2 separate regions of the Capra hircus genome follow, and region 1 is linked to region 2. The links are chromatin contacts, called in public Hi-C maps. All regions are on one chromosome and are shown on one strand. The core of a region is the stretch at or near the end of the contact, and the rest is flanking DNA. Distances in the headings are between cores, read along the strand shown.

Region 1 (2,927 bases), core at 234-2,733, 35 kb before region 2:
GAATGTAACAAAAAAGAAGTAGACTCACAGATACAGGGAACAAATCAGTGGTTGCCAATGGGGAGAGGGAGTTAGGAAGAGATAATATAAGGACAAGGGTTTAAGAGGTACAAACTATTACATATAAAATAAATTATAAGGATATACAGCACAGGGCATATAACCAATATTTTATAATAACTGTAAATGGAGTATAACCTTTTTTAAAAAAAAGTGAAAAGATAACCCACAGAATGAGATGAAAATACTTGTAAGTCATTGATCTGTTAAGGGGGTTGTATCTAGTAGGATATACTAGGAATTCTTACAATTCGGTAATAAAAAGACAAACCAAATAGGCAAAGGATCTGTATCAACATTTCTCCAAAGATATACAAATAACCAATAACCACATAAAAAGATTCTCAGCATCTTTAGCCATTAGAAAAACACTTACATAAACCCACAATGAGATACCACTTTACACCCTCTAAAATAGCTAGAATCAAAAAACAGATTGGAAGGGCTTCCCCCAGGGGTCCAGTGGTTAGGAATCCACTTTCCAATACAGGGACACTGTATTCCAGCCATGGTCAGGGCAACTAAACCAATGTGTCACAACTACCAAGCCGGTGAGCTCTAACAAAATACCCTGCATGACGCAACAAAGGTCCCGAGTGCCTTCAACCAAGACGCGACACAGCCAAGTAAATAAATAAATAAAAATCAAAGCATAATAATAGTTCTTACCCCATAGGGTCATTGTGAACAGTAAATGAGATGAATTTTGGCTGATGAAATAGCTAAAACAACATCATTTATCAACCAGGCCTGGAGAGGGGTGTTTGGAATGGGGGAGGGACACTTAAGCTTTGTGCTTTATTTATCTATTGCCTAGATTTGTACATTTTTGTAATTCAAAAATAAAGCAGTAAAGAGCTGCTTATTCCTGTGTTACTGATTTATTCAAGACTTAACATCCACAGAGAAGTGTATGAGGATTGAGAACAACATTCTATTCTTGACTTATGTTTGACCTTCTGTGTTTGTGTAACTTTTTCCAGATTTCGTCAGCTTTGCTTACCTTTCTCCCCCACTGCCCCTCAATTTGCTTAAGTCCATTAGTCACAAAATTTTAAACCTCCCCATCAAATCCCTGGATCCTCTGAATCAGCCCAAGAAAGACCCCAGATCCCACACGGGGCGGGGGGCCTTGCCTATTCCTGGCCAGTGTCCTCTGAACTCCTCTTCCCCATTTTTATCGCCTTCCCTATACCAAACCCTCCTAGAGATCTGATTTAAAGCCTCTCACTTTGCAAACAGAGAGGTCTGCTCTTCCAGGAGGCCAGAGCTGGCTGCCTGGGAGTCTGGCCGGAAGTCAGTTTCCTGGGTGGGAGAACACTGGCTGAAAGCCAGACGGCTGACGTCACCTGGTCCAGATGGCGGACACCATTGCCCAATCAGAGGAAATTGATGCTGGCAACACATTTCTCTATGACTGTCTTCCTCCATTCAGAAAAGCATTTTCCTCACCAGGAAGCAGCTGAGTAGGAGGGGAAAATGCCCTGGCCTTTGAACCATGCGGCATATTGACCATGAGGCTGGCCGTGGCACTGACTGACAAATGAATGTGAGACCCGACACTGGACTCAGGGCCAGAAGACTCAAGTCTGGGTCTCTGCCACCTAAATTCTAACCTTTGACAAATCACCTCGGTAGCTTTTCTGAGCTGTGAGTAATAATACCTCCTCACAGAAGCTACTGTTGCATGTCTGGAATGAGGTCATCCATGTGAAAGCTTTCATAAACCTGAAGCAGGATGTCAATACATCATCATTCTGCCTTCCAGAGGGCAGAAGATCCTGAGGAGGCAGGCTGATCCAGGAGCCAGGCAGCCGCCTACACCAGAATGTGCAGCCGGGACACATAATTTAAACTCTCTGTGCCCAGTTACCTCGTGGTCACAATGGGGGATGATACGAATACCCACCTCATCACAGGCTTGCCAGGAGGGTGAAGTACCTACTCCACTTGGAGCACATAGATCATCTCCCAGCTGTGGCAGTGCTCACCAAGACTTAGCCGGATAATCCTTCCCCAGGCCATCTTTTGCACCTGCAGGCCCTGACCTGGATGTTCAGCCCAATCCCAGGAGATCTCATGAAAAGAGATCCTGGGAATTCCCTGACTGCTCAGTGGTTAGGACTCCAAGCTTTCACTGCCGAGGGCTCAAGGTCAACCCCCGTTGGGAAACTAAGATTCTGCAAGCCTCTTGGCATGGGCCCCTCCCCTCAAAATGAGGGGGATTCTACCCCCACCCACAGTCCACACAGCAGGCAGAGCTCTTTAACTGAAATCTGACCGTGTCACTCCTCTGTTTCACCACCCAAATCTACCCCAGCCCCACCCTCGCACCCAGGTAGACACCAAGCCCTGGTGATAGGCCCTTGAGCCCTCTCCAGCATCTCCTCTTGCCTGCTGCTGCCTCTCATCAAGGGTTCAGCAACACCAGACTGACTGGCACTTCTCACCTCCACTAGCTGGTCCAGCCTGCCTTCCCCAGCCCTGCTTTGCCAACTCGAGCTTCCCTGGTGGCCCTTTAAAACTCTCAGATTCATGTCTCCCAGAAAGCCCTTTCTGACTTTCCTGAGCAGAGCCGGGTGCCCCTTCCGCTATGTTCCTAGCAGGCACTTCCATCACTGCACAGGCCAAACTGTACCCTAACTGTTCAGGTGACTGCTTCACACCAGCCTGGGGGATCCTTGAAAGAAAAGGCCAGCACTGGGTCTTGCTCATCTCAGTAAACTCAGCATGAGCACAGTGCCAGGCACACAGTAGGTGATCAGTAATGGCTGAGTGGAAAGACTGATGAATGAATGACCAGGAACTAACAGAGTACCAGTTTGCTTGGCCATGCTGCATGACTTGTGGGATCTGCCAGGGATTGA
Region 2 (2,732 bases), core at 174-2,673:
AGGAGATGTAAGAGATACAAATTCAGTCCCTGGGTTGGGAAGATCCCCTGTAAGAGGAAATAGCAACCCACTTCAGTATTCTTGCCTGGAGAATCCCATGGACAGAGGAGCCTGGCAGTCTGCAGTCCATAGGGTTGCAGAGTTGGAAACAACTGAAGCAACTCTGCGCGCGCACACACACACACTGGTCCTGTTGAATGCTCAAGAGATGTTAAATTCTGTGTCCAGAGCAGCTGTCTCTAAGGCAGTTATGAAAATGTGTCCATTCTCTCTTGCGTTATTATCATCACCACAACATTTGCATAATGTCTCACAGTTTAAATGTTCTTCATATAAACTTAAACCCAGGTGGCTAACTTCTTTCCTTTATATTTTGTGGCCCTCTGCTCCACCCATGAATGAACATTTCTGCACATTGTGGGTTGCCCCTGTGCAGCATATGTGTGTGTAATATGCATGTTGAAGGGGGGCAGAATATGCCACCCCAAAATGTGCTCCTCTGGCATGTGAATTATTTGGAGCAATCAAGACCCAGCAGAATCAGAAGAAGCCTTGCACCTCTCCCTTCACGGCCTAAATAACTGAGGTAGGAGGCCTGGTCCAGTGATAGCATTCACCAGAAAAACTTACCTGCTTGGCAGGACAAACATCTCATTAGCAATCACCTGCTCTTCCCATCTTCCTGTGAATTACCCACCTCCCCTTAAAGCCCCAGGCCTCTTTCCCATTCCTTAGCTAAAGATGGCATATAAACTTCAATTGCCTGACTGCCTTTGAGTCTCAAGTTTTCTTGGGCTTCTGTTAAGTATGCAATTAAATTTGTTTTCTCCTGTTGATCTGTCCTAGGTCAATTTAATTATTGAACCAGCCAAAGAAACTAGAAGGAGAAATTTTTCCACCTCTACAACATGGTGTGTGTGTGTGTGCGCTAGCTAAAGCAGGCAGACTTGTGTCTGTGTGTGCTAGTGTGTTCATTTCTCTTGGGCTTCTTGACTGTTTCTTAATGACTTCCCTCCTAGGCTGCTGTTTTCTGAGTCCCTACAAACGTGTGACTATGCACTGTAACTGTGGTTCCTAGACTCTGCTGGATCAGGATTGTAGCAAGAGGGCCAGACTTCCTTATGTAAGCCTTCCTGCACGTCCCCAGAGATGGGGATTTGTGGCTGAACCGTCTCAAACTGTCTGTGGGCCCCTCTCCAGCTGCCACATGTCCTGACATGTGCCCGCAGTCTGGGATTTCACCCGCCTCCACTCAACTCACACGCTCACAACACACACTTGGAGTGCCTACGGTTGGCACTGGCCAAGTCTCCGCCCCCTCCCTTTGCTTAATCTTCGGAATTTCCAGCCGACCTTCCAACAGCTCCCAGCCCAGGGTGGAGTTGAGAAGGACCCGCCCAGTTCTCGGGGTACATAACTAGCTCTGCGGGACTGCGGAGCCACTCGTCCTCCGGCTCAGCTCAGCGCACAATGTGTCACTCTCGCAGCTCCCTCCCCACCATGACCGTCCTGCGGGCTCCGACCCCGGTCTCCTCCACCAGCCCGGGACCCCGACGGGGCTCCGGTCCCGAGATCTTCACCTTCGACCCTCTCCCGGAGCCCGCGGTGGCCCCCGCTGCTCGCCCTAGCGCCACCCGCGGGCATCGAAAGCGCAGCCGTAGGGTCCTCTACCCACGAGTGGTGAGTGTCTCCGAAGTGGACAGACCCGGGGGAAGAGCAGGGTGAACCACTGGACGCCGGGGCCCGAATGACCTGTTCTTTTTATCACCTCCCCTCAGGTCCGGCGTCAGCTGCCAGTAGAGGAACCGAACCCTGCCAAAAGGCTGCTCTTTGTCCTGCTGACCATCATCTTCTGTCAGATCCTGATGGCTGAAGACGGTGCGTCTGTACCCCTGGCCCCGGAGGACGCCTCCAGCGCACCGTCCCCCGCACCCACCGCTGCAGCCCCGGTCTTCGAGCCCCTTAATCTGACCTCGGAGCCCTCGGACTACGCTTTGGATCTCAGCACTTTTCTCCAGCAACACCCGGCCGCCTTCTAACCGGGACTCCCCACTTCCCCCAAAAGAACCTGAAAAACCAAGAAAACACTGGGTGTACCTGGTGCGCGAGAGCGTATCCCAAACTGGGACTCGCGAGGCAACTCGCACTCAGAACACTATGGCGAAGACGCCGGTCCGAGCCTGGGAGAGACAGGCACCGGCACGCCGGGGCTAGGACGGGTGGGGAAGAAGTGCGTCGTTAACTTATTTCTCATTGCTCCTAATAATATTTATGTGTATTTATGTGTGTCCCCCTAGGTGATGGAGGGGTGTATGTAATATTTATTTTAACTTATGCAGGAGTGCGAGATGTGCACCTTGCTGCAAATGCAGGTCTCTGGGTATTTATTGGGCTCTGTGGGGTTGGTGGAGGCAAGCACCCAGAACTGAGCGAGGCCGGGAAAAGGGATGGAGGAAACCCAAGTCGAGAAGGCGCCCGGGCTGGGAGTCAAAGACGGTGGTGGGTCGCAGTGACACTCTCAGTTCTCCAGCATCTCAACTCGCGAGTCTGTGAAGATTCGGGGAACCGTTGAGAATAAGGTCCCTGGCCTACAATCTCCTTGAAGTTACCTCCAAGGGGGTGGCTGCGGGGTTGGTGGGCTGTCAGGAGGCTGCTCTGGGGTCACCCCGTATGTTCTATGAACACAAATAAACTTGATTTACTGTCGGCAGTCATGTGTGTGTCTCTTTACA

Evidence for each region. A called contact is a pair of places that touch in the nucleus more often than the background predicts.
Region 1: a contact with region 2 is called in a Hi-C map of liver, with 2.0 times the contacts expected there. The contact joins the enhancer-like site here to the promoter of IER3 in region 2. A contact is called at or near these places in 2 of 5 Hi-C or Micro-C datasets (blood and liver).

The regions. Positions count from the first base shown.
Region 1 is chr23:21,739,912-21,742,838 of ARS1.2, reverse strand. No RefSeq gene overlaps it. Among named protein-coding and RNA genes, the nearest start is that of IER3, 35 kb to the right of the region's middle. Within about 2 kb of position 1,483, at least 4 of the 5 cell types and tissues checked have an H3K27ac peak or open chromatin away from gene starts, as enhancers often do.
Region 2 is chr23:21,705,504-21,708,235 of ARS1.2, reverse strand. It overlaps IER3 (radiation-inducible immediate-early gene IEX-1), which reads left to right and starts at 1,423. Exons shown (of 2, transcript XM_005696631.3): 1 at 1,423-1,680; 2 at 1,779-2,710. The coding sequence starts at 1,471. The coding sequence ends at 2,039.